Linked DNA regions of Hordeum vulgare: region 1 is linked to region 2. The links are chromatin contacts, called in public Hi-C maps. All regions are on one chromosome and are shown on one strand. Each heading gives the region's core, a stretch centred on a gene start, on an enhancer-like site or on the middle of the called end of the contact. The rest is flanking DNA. Distances are from core to core; before and after follow the strand shown. Region 1 has its middle 330 kb from the start of LOC123406199. Region 2 holds the start of LOC123406199 (cyclic nucleotide-gated ion channel 1-like).

What was found. A called contact is a pair of places that touch in the nucleus more often than the background predicts.
Region 1: a Hi-C map of seedling shows a contact between it and region 2, with 3 times the contacts expected there. The contact joins the enhancer-like site here to the promoter of LOC123406199 in region 2. A contact is called at or near these places in 2 of 6 Hi-C or Micro-C datasets (leaf and seedling).

Annotation. Positions count from the first base shown.
Region 1 is chr6H:244,990,770-244,996,770 of MorexV3_pseudomolecules_assembly, reverse strand. No RefSeq gene overlaps it. Among protein-coding and RNA genes, the nearest start is that of LOC123406199, 330 kb to the right of the region's middle. Within about 2 kb of position 3,075, at least 3 of the 3 cell types and tissues checked have open chromatin away from gene starts, as enhancers often do. A contact at or near this core is called in leaf and seedling, where this site is marked.
Region 2 is chr6H:244,657,581-244,662,855 of MorexV3_pseudomolecules_assembly, reverse strand. LOC123406199 (cyclic nucleotide-gated ion channel 1-like) reads left to right here and starts at 1,521. Exons shown (of 8, transcript XM_045099673.1): 1 at 1,521-1,707. It also overlaps the pseudogene LOC123405350.

The DNA of each region.
Region 1 (6,001 bases), core at 1,826-4,325, 330 kb before region 2:
AATTGGTTAGCTCTTGAGAGAGTGAGAGGATCCGTTGCATTGGTGCTCTCGAGCATCTTCCTGATTTTCACTTCGTTAGCAACTCGCGGATGAGCAGGACAAAGACTTTGATCCTGCTACTGAGCATTGTCTTCATCAACCGCATTATCTTGAGGAGCATTATTGTCTTTGCTATGGGTAGGTAGAGGAATGATAACTTCCTCACCGTCGTATTCCTAAGGTATGATCTCACAAGTGCCCATCAGCCTAATATCTTCTTCGGGTGGAAGTTCATCTAGCACAGGTGGCAGGTGCTCTCTTTGAGAGCCACATCAAACCGCACATCTACAATATCAACAATTTTATTGTGAAAAATGTTGAAGACTGTGTAGGTGTGTGAATCCTTTCCATTACCAATCATGCAGCCCTCAGGTGCTTTCGATGCAAATTGAGAAGTGTGGTCTAGATCTGTAATTCGACATCTTGCACCGAAGACTTTGGAATAACTTACATTGGGTTTCTTACTAGTAAGTAGTTCATATGAGGTTTTCTTGAGGAACTTGTGAAGATGTACTTTCTTGATGATGTGGCATGTAGTGTCAATAGCTTCAGATTAGAATTTTTGTGGTGTCTTGTACTCATAGAGCATAGTACATGCCATCTCTATGAGAGTCATGTTCTTGCGTTCCATAACACTTTTCTATTGCGGTGTATATGGACCAGAGAACTCATGTGTGACTCCAAGGGAGTGAAGATATGTATCCAGACCAGTGTTCTTGAACTCTGTGCCATTATCACTCATGATATGCTTGATCTTGACTTTGTAGTTGGTCATGCGCCTGTTTGCAAAACGCGTGAAGACATGCTGCACTTTGATCTTGTAAAGTAAGGTGTGCACCTAGGTATATCTAGAATAATCATCAACAATAACAAAGCCATATAGATTTGAAGTGGTAGAGAAGGTGGAGTACTGAGTAGGGCCGAATAAGTTCATATGGAGAAGCTCGAAGGGACTGGAAGTCATCATGATTGTCTTCGAGGGGTGTTTGTCCATTGTCATCTTCACGGCTTCGCAGGCAGCACAAAGATGATCTTTCTTGAACTTGACACACTTGATGCTAATGATGAGATTCTTCTTGGCAAGGGTATGCAAGTTCCTCATACCAGCATGTCCTACCTTCGATGCCATAGCCAACATTATGAAGCTTTTGCTAGAAGACATGTGGCAACATTTGGTCCTGCAGAGAAGTCTACTATGTATAGATCACCTCTTCGAAAACCTTCGAAGACTTTGGTTTTGTCACAGGCAGTTAGTACAACGCATTGAAATTTGCTAAAATGATAAGCATGTCAAGATCACAAAGCATTGAGATAGACATTAAGTTGTAACCAAGGGATTCGACAAGCATCATATTTTCCATGTGCCCTCCTATGCCTTGTGATAGCAACTCCATCTAGTCCCAATAATTTGCTTCTGCTTTATTTTGGCAAAGATGATGTGATCTATGGCTGGAGGTCCAAGGTTTGACTCCATCAATGTAACAGTCCGAGACTGACGCCCCACACGCATTCCATTTATTTTGAGTCTCGTCATGTGTTTCAGTTGTTTGTTGCATTCATCATCGCATCATATGCATCATTCACATTCAACGGCACCCCTTCACCATCATTTTTTAAAACTTGCATCTGTTAATAGTAATTGGTTCCCTCTATTTCCCTTGTTGACCGTTTAGTGACAAACAACACACGCACGAGCCCGCGACATGGTTAAAATATTGTTTTTTTTAAAGTGGTCATACAAATTTCTCGGAATGGGTTGAAAATTAGCGCGCGTTCTTAACATAGTGTAGGTAGACCGTCTGTCAAATTTCATCGCATTCAGAAGTCGTTTGTTGCCCTGGCATTAAACTATAGCGACACTATAATCGGGTAAATTGTCGGACGTTTACGTTTTTAGAAATTGTTGTCGGGCTGCCCCCGTTTTTCACTCTCTGCTACGCCTAGCCCCTCTACACAGTGCACAAACCCCTCAAGTGCGGACGATAACTTCCCCAAACCCGAAATGTACGGACATGACCATTGGGTCCAAATCAACCCCAAATACCTCAAACCATCATTCGTCTTTCAATTGGACTCCCTAACCTATTTATATCGGTCGTCCGACCTAAATCGAAGGGTCCAAAACTAGTCTCATTTTTTTCATATATAAACTAACCCTAACCAAATTAGTCCAAACCTAGGCTTACACACTCATTTTCCTCACCCCGCCACCACTCTCTTCCCCTTCCTCGAGATCCACCACCTTCCCCGATCCAAAATCACTCCTTCCTTGATTCCCGCGACAGCCAACAATCTCCTTCCTGCAGATCTGAAACCACCCAACCACTTCAGGTCCTTGTTTTTTCCACTTCATCAACCAAACAGGTCCAGCGACCATAGCTTGTCCTCACGCCTGAGTGCACCTTTGAGCTCCAGCAATAACCATGTATGCCGAGCCCAGAGCTGAACAAGCAACCGGATCCGGGACCGCCGCCTCCAGCCAGTACCCGCCGCACCAAACTCTTTGTCCTGCACCTCTTCGAGCACCACCTCATGCTCCACTTGTCGGTGACGCCCTTACAGGCCAACGCTATGACCCCGCGCCCCTCCGATGACCTTGCCCATCGGCGACCTCGACCAGTCAAGCGTCATCCCTCGCGCCCTCCTCTAACTCCTCCCATAGCTCTCTCCCGCTGTATGCTCTATCCTTTGCGCGCGCACCTGTCCTGTGTGTAGGGAGAAGTTGCTGCCATGGAGGAAGTTTCCAGCCGCACCCCTGATTGCCTTGGCCACGATCCGGAGCTTCGTCGCCAGATTTGTTACCTGCAGGTCCCGCATGAATCGATCTACCCATTCCACTTCCCCCGACCTCGTCCCTATCTCATATGCCGCTGCCAATCTCCATCGAACCAGGAGGTTCGGGCCGCTTTGCTCGTCTGCATCGAGCGAAGGAGATGATGAGCAACGCCCGTGTTGACAATGCTTGGGCGGCTGCACGACCGGACCAGGCGCACCTTCATGGCCTAGCCAGCCCGCCCCAGCTGCTTGCCTCTACATGGGCCATGCTGAGGCCCAGCTGGTTCGCCCGGGCCAAGCCATGGTGAGCCAGCGTCGATCCCCTCTATTGTGCGCCCTAGGAATTGTTTCTTATCTTGCGCTCGGGTATGCACTCTTGGGCCAATCCTAATTTCGGCTCGTGACTAGTTTTTTTTTTGTGTAGCGAAATTATCTATTTATTTAGAGAACGCGAGTTTCACCAAATAATCTAGAGTTGATGATATTAATATCTCACAAAACGTACATCGGATTAAAATGAATTAAACATGTAAAATGTTTACAATATTGTGTAGATTAATAATATCCATTTTTCATCCATGTTTAAATGTTTAAAATAATGTTTACATGCACAAATGGTCTATTAAAATGGTTTCTTTCCTAACTAATGAACCGCAGCTCCAAATTAAATAAACTTTATATGTAAATTGATTAAAAGATGTGTAGAATAACTTGGTGGCATTATTTTTCCTGTTTAACAATAATTACAATATGTTTTAGGTGAACAATAGCAAATTCGAAAAGTACATCGGAGTATTTTTGCAATTGTTATTCGTTGTTTTCGTCTCATTTAAACTTGCCTAAATGTGTAGTATATTCATGCTTCACCACTTGCCATGCTTAACAACATTTAAATTGTTGAGTACATAAATGTGAGTGAACTAAATAAATTGATCGTGGAGTTTTGTCACTATGCAATCGATGCATATTGAGCTTCACTTAATTTGTAGTATTTGATTGTTACATCGGGCATGCTATGCCTATTTAAACCAAACATGCATCACATTTGTTTGCGCATCATGCCAAGAAAATGTTGTGGTGTTTACCATCTCATTTGATTGTTTCTGGATTTTCTTCTCCTTGCTAAAGTTTCAAAAGTGTTCGGAGTGTGAGGACTAGTTCGACTACACTCCGTTCGCGTACTTCACACATTTGTTCTTGTTCCAAGCAGGATCTTAGGTAAGATGACAATTTCCCTCGATATCAGTACTATCATTGTCATTCTAGTTGTATCGTTTCTATTGCTATGTATTGCTTCCCACCACTAGTTTGTAAGGGCTCCCGAAAATGCCATGATAGGCCTCTAACCCCTCGAACTTCCCAACAAACCATTGTTTGGCTAAGTTACCGCTTGCTCATCCCTTCTTATATCGTTGTTAGTTGTAGGTGCAGGTTGTTTCCATGTGACAACATGGATATCTGGGGATATCACAATATTATTGCTATTTAATTTAATGCACATATATACTTGGTAAAAGGTGGAAGGCTTGGCCTTTCTCTCGGTGTTTTGTTCCACCTTTGTCACCCTAGCTACATGTGTACCGGTGTTTTGTTTCATATTGAGCACTTCTAATATGCTTGGGGTTGTTATGGTGACCCACTTGATTTTTGTATTGTGATAAAACTCTTCCGGAAAGGCCCAACATTGGTACTATATCTTCCCACCATAATAATATTAAACACCTTTTTAATGCATAGGGAGTTAGCTCTATCCAGTTGTGCCCTAAGAATGAGATGTGTGACTCCTATCGTGATTGTCGGCAAGTTGGGCAGCCTTTCTAGATAAGTTTTGCCTTTCTCGAATGTCTTCTGAGCCCGGATTTCGAGGATACCTTGGGCTATCTCGACGTTGAGGTTTCCTAGCGCAACTTGTGGCTATTTTTCTATGGATGAGTTGTAGCACCCGTGCAGGGGTAAATCTTTCTGAGAGTTGTTCTCACGGTTATGTGGCAACCTGGAAATTTGTTTAACACACGGTCGTAGCAAACTTGAAGTAAACTCAAATGAAATATACCAACCGGGTGAGTAACCGTGACTATCTCTCCTTGTGAGGTTTGAACCTGGAAGAGAACATGATGGGGTTATGAACGACTCCTAAGTAGGTGTCCAGGATCACTTCTCGATCATTACTAGTTCATGTCCATTTATGCGTAGATCACTCTTCTTATTCTTGTACTCGTAAGCTAGCCATTCACATAAATGCTTAGTGCTTGTTGCTGACTCACCAGTTAACCAAACCTCATCCATTTGGATTTGCTAGTCTTGATACCCTTGGAAATGAGATTGCTGAGTCCTTGTGGCTCATAGATTACTATAACAACAGTTGCAGGTACAGGAAATATGATGCTTTGACGTGAGAGCGATGCTTGTTTGATTTGGAGTTCTTCTTCTTCATCATCATCGATCATAGGATGGGTTCTAGGTCGTCAGCCTGGGATAGCAAGGATAGATGTCCTTTTTATCGTTTGATTTCGTCCATAGTCGCACCCTGTATTTATGTATGATGCTTGATATTAATTAATGGATCGAGATAATCATGATTTAGCTTGTGGCGAGTGCAAGCCAATTCCGTATACTCATCTCCTCTTTACATGTATTTGTAACGATATCCATTCTTGCGAAATGACGAGATGCGCTTCTATCCCTATCTAGGCCCATGAGCCCGGATGAGGACAATATTGCATCTTGGTCGTTACGTGTTGGTATGAGAGCAATACCGACCTAGGAGCCTCTTCATTGGTCGAACTTGGTTGAGTCGAGTCTAGAAAAATATTTGGAGTCTAGTTATATATCGCAGAGTAGGATTCTTTTACTCCCCTTCCCTGCTCTGGTGAGGAATACCGACGTAAGAATTTTAATTCTATCCCTCTTCTCACTCAAAAATGTTTTAGGATCACGTGGTATTTTGGAACCTCTAGGTTATCCTTGTGACCGTGATTTATTTCCTGGTGGCTCCTGTCAATTTGGGGTAGAAGTGTCCCAGGGAGTTGAGCTCCACGGGATTTTTTGTTGGGGAACGTCGCATGCGAAACAAAACATTTCCTACGCGCACGAAGACCTATCATGGTGATGTCCATCTACGAGAGGGGATGAGTGATCTACGTACCCTAGTAGACCGTACAACAGAAGTGTTAGTGAACGCGGTTGA
Region 2 (5,275 bases), core at 272-2,771:
TATGTTTGCATGTCCAAATCTTGTTGATCATGTGGTGTAGGCATTTTAATCTTTGGAAGCATTCAAGGCCCGGCACGATGACAAGCCATTCACGCTTACGCATTGTTGGTCGATCATCAATGATTGCCCTAAGTTCAAGGATCAATATCGTGAACTTCAAAGGAATATAGGCAAGAAGACGACCAAGTTCGCCGGAGGTGGAGATGGCGAGGCGTTGAAGAGGCCGAGGGGCAAGACCAACTCCTAGGTGGACGACATACATGATGCCGCATCCATCGCCTTGCATGAGACTTTGCATGACATGATGTCTCAAAAGGACATGAGGGACGAGAAGAAGCGACAAAGCAAGGACGAGCAAATGAAGCAATACCTCGAGCTTCAAAGGAAGAAGCTAGAGATTGAGGAGGCGACCAAGAAGAGGAAGATCGACCTGGAGGAGGCGGCCCGACAAAGGCAGCTCGACATTGAGGCCGCCAATGTCGAGGCCAGGAAGAGTCAGCTCGACATCGAGGCCACCAATGCCGCAACCAAAGCGAAGGAGGTGGCCCTTGCGATCATGAGCGTGGACTTGACGAAGATGAGCGAGAAGATGAGGAGCTGGTTCGAGGCCAGGCAGAAGGAGATGTTCGACGCCGACAACCTGAACTAGTTCGTCCGATCGGACGTGTCCGTTCTTTTTTGGGGGCTGGCATGGGTGCCGCCCGCTGGCCGCTCACTGTGTTCCGGCGAGAAACAAATTCATTATGGAGGTGACTATGTTGTCGCCCGCTGGCTGTGTTGCCGACGAACAAAACTATTCATTTTGGAGGCTGGTTGTGTTGCCGCCCGCTGACTTTGTTGTCGGCGAGGACGTGTAGGCCGCTGGCTGTGTTGCCCGCGTGAACTAGGGCCGCTGGCGTGAACTAGGCCGCTGGCATCTGAATCGTTGTTCTTTTGAAGGCGAACAAGATAGGACAAACGGATGTGGCCGCGCGCTGGGCGCGCGACAAATGCATCCTAGGCATACCTGGCCAAACGGGCCGGGCTAAACATGTCGGCCCGCCAGCCCGCCAAGACGGCACGACACGGGCCCGGCCCGACATGATTTAAACGGGTCGTACGAGACACGCGACACGCCTCGGGGCGTGCCTGGGCCTGGAGGCTGGGCACGACACGACCCGTTTTATTTTTTACATATTTTTAAATATTTTTAATATATATACACATAATATATGGCCCAATAGGCCTAAAACAAGCTCATGAGGCTGAAATTATGCTGTCCAACGTGTTAATCGGGCCAACAGGCCGATCCTTTTAGTAACCGGACCGTGTCTGACCCGAAGGGGCAGCCCATGGTTGACACGACACGGCCCGATTATTAAACGTGCCTCGGTGAACTGTGCCGGGGCAGACACGTTTAGCACGGGCCGGGCCGGGCAATGCCGGGCCGACCTGTTTGACCAGGTATTATCCGACGACAGGGCCGAACACAATCTCATCTCGCCACCCAAATGGATAGAATTGTACGTAGCAAAAAGTGAGGTCCGTTTGGGGTCGCGGTGGAGTTGGCGTGACTGCTTCGTTCCCTCGCGAGCGCGTCCCGCCTACCCCTCGTTCTAGTCCCCGTCGTCGATACCCACCTCACTAGCTAAACTCCATCGCCACCTCGTCCTCTTCCTCTTCGTCGGTGACGCTTCCCCTCCCCAAACGTTCCGTCCGGGACTCCGGGTAAGCCTTGTGCTGCTGCTACTGCCACAGTGGCGTATCCTGCCGCCCCATTCCCCTCGCCGCTTCGATCTGTTATTTCTGCCGCCCCCTAGCGTGCTGCTTTGCCGGTGCCGCGATCTCGCTGCGGAGCTGCCCGGTGCGTGCGCGTTGCTTTTTCTTTATGCGTGCGGGTCAAGAGCGTGATGTGAATTGTGATCTCCCGCGGTGGCACCTTGTTGTTGTGAAAGGGAGTCACTGGAGTGCCGATTTGGTTCGGCGGCACAAAGTGGTTAGGTGCAGAAATTGCTTCGTCGCTGTGGAATTGATAGTAGTTTTCTTTTTTTCTTTCTTTTTTGAAAGATCCAGCAACCGATGGCTTTTCATTGTGATAGGTTTTAAGAGAAATGGTGAATTTTATTGGCTCAGATGAAGCATGAAGAGAATACAAACACAATGAGCATACACCCAGTCCGTGCATAGCTAGCTAAGATGCACATAACCAATACCAAGCGTATCCTCACAAAAACACGCCGGCAAATAAGAAAGTCATATAAGACCCCCCCCCCCCTCCCCTCCCCCCAACAAAGCGATCAGATATGCCACAAAGTACAACAATGACCTTATCGGCGCCAACTATCTCATGACTGCACACAGACAATGAGGTTCTTCAGCATAGAAAGGGAGCGACGCTCATCCGCCAATGTCATTGGATCCTACCACCCAAGGCCAGAATCTAGGTTTTGACCTTAAAAGAACCAGTCCGATGATATCCAAGCAATGCCTTCAACAAGGTAACAACGTAAAAATATCACCATTGCTGAATATAACCAACTCGGGTCAGACCTAGTGCTCGAGTAGCACCACCATCGATGTCACTTATGTGTTGTCGCCACCACTTTGCCGCGATCCCAGCAACTACATGTGATGTGTGACCGTCGCCATTGTGCAACCATTCCTTCACGTCATGCTATCGTCCATAGTCTGCATCTCATTGCCGAAGTAAACCACCTATCTGGAGAGAGGAGCCCTCATGAAGACCTTTTGGTGGCCATCGCAATCCCCAGCGAGGTCACTGTCGTAGGCTGGAGTGGTCATCACAAGGACCAACATCGATGATGAAACATACCACCAACTACACCTCGCAGAAGAGAGCCCTGCCTAGGCCCGTCGACCTAGGAACCGACACGGTCAGAACTGGAGCACGAAAGACAAATCAACATTGCCAACGCGTGCTCGCGCAAAGCGTATCCGACACTAGATCTGGAGCGCACAACCGATGGATCGGCGACGCGCCTCCGACCGAAGCATTGTGCGCGCCCCAAGCCTGTCCCCTATCACGCCTCAACCATGCCGTTATGCCATCGCCTCACAGCCGTGCCATTGCAGGAATCCTGCAGTCGAGGTGCTGTCATGCCGCAGCCACAATCTCACATCCAAGTCACCGTCGGAAGCCTGTGGTCGCGCCGCCCCGTGCCATGGAAAGGTCCACACCCACGCGAAGCTTGGATGTCCTGTGCTGCCAATCAACCCCGTGAGAGGACAAGCAACCTCGTCGCCGCAGACTTCGCCCTCTGGCAATGGTGAGGGAGAGGAGAGGATGGAGGTTGCTTGAGTTTTGTCAGCACAAGGGCTCTCCCGTGTTGCTCGTGGGAGCGAGCGGCACTGGATGATCCTCTTTTCATGTGAGTCAGTTCACACCTCTACCTAGTTTCAGTAGTGTGCAACTTGATAGGTAGGGAGCAGTATTTACATCTTCATAGTTGGAAGAGCGATAAAAGGAGGAAAGGTGGATGTAGCAACCCAAAAGAAAAAGAAAGAAAGAAATGGTTGCTCGGCATGCTGTTCTTTTCAGGGCGGATCACCGAAGGGTTGTTGCATGCAGATTGCTCTGGTGATTCTCCAAGAATCCAGAGAGCGGCGGATTGAATGCATGATTGTGTTTATGAAAGAAATCTCGTCTCGGGAAATGTGTTTGTTCCTTTCCAGCCATATCTCTCGAGTGATCATGACCATGAGGGATTTGACACATTTAGCATTGTCCACTAGCGTTGAGCTTGAGATCGCTTCGCAAAACCCTAGCGAATTGTTAACCTCCGCCCATGCTTGGGGGTTCAGCGCCGAGCACCCTAGCCAGAACGAGGCACGCCTCCAAATTTGCTTTGCAACCGGGCATTTGCCCGAATAGGTGCATGGAGGTCTCAAGATTCCGGGTGCAGAGACGGCAGAATTATTCATTCGGCCAGCCACGATGTAGCAGCTGATCAGCGCACCAAGTTCTGTCCTGGAGCAGAAGCCATACGAAAAACTTGCAGCGCGGAGGGGCCCAAGCCTTCCAGAACAGGCTAGGTAAGGATGATCTAGTTCTTCCCAAGAATTGCAACTTATATGCATTGAATGAGCCCGGGCTTGAAACCTTCCAAAGAATTTCGTCTCGTATGCCTGGGTGAAGGACAATGGCGGAGGCTCTGAGCATGTTCCAAATCAGAAGGAACTTAGCGATGTTTTCTTCTGTCAGGTGTTGGTTTCTGATGCCTGAATTCATCTGGTATTCAGCAGGGCCTCACACACCAATCTAGTTTTTCTTCTAGACCGCACGCAGAGCCTTGGCCCCAGCAGGCACATGGGTGTAGAGCATAGCCAGGTTGACTCCTAGAAACAGGTGGGCTTGCCCTTCCTGATATTAACCGAGGTGGCTGCAGTGAAGAGTCTCGGTCCTGCTGGTTGCATGGCAAGTCAAAGCCCACCCATGGACGTGAGGGCGCCTGCCAGCTAAGCCAGAGCCATTGCAACTGTAGCATGTGCACAAACTTGTTGTGGTCGTGGATGCCCAGACCTCCCAGGGCAAATGGCGAGCAGACAGAGGTCCACTTGACCTTGCACTTTCAACCAGTAAGCTTCTCCTCCTGCGCCCAGAGGAATTCTGTGCAGATTTTGCCGATTTCTTGGAAAATCCCGTCGGAGCACGGATTACTGTCAGGGCGAAGACGGGCAGCGCAGGGCGAAGATGGGGAGCGCATGAGAGCCCGCCGCCCCGCATGGTTCATGAGCTTCCCCTTCCATCCTGCCATCTTGTCCTTGATCCGATTAAGGACGAACTGGAGATGCACGCGCCTTGTCCTTGATAGAGTGATCGGCAGCGCAAGGTCAGTGATCGGGAAACCTACCTTGCTGCTGCCAAACCCCTTAAGGATACTATCCAGGTCAATGCCCTGGCAACGGATGGGTTGATGCAAAGTCCAGTAGCACGCCCAAACTGCTCGAGGATTTGGAGAAGGTTGTCGATCTCACCACAGTCAGGGTTTGGGAAAATGATGGCATCACCAGCATAGAGTCTGAGCTGCAGCATCATGTCCCTCCCGGCAGAGGGGAAAGAGCCCCCAAGGCGGCAGTAGCATCAGGTATACATTGAAGCGGATTGATGGCACGGATGAACAGGAACGGGGATAGCTGGTCGCCCCAAGCCCCAGCCATGAGCAATGGGGTCGCTATTAACCCGTTCAGGAGGAATTGGGAGTAGTTTCCGCTCTTGCTCAGCGGTGTCACACTAAAAAGTACTTACTAGCAGTGGCGGAGCTAGAGAAGAAATGCT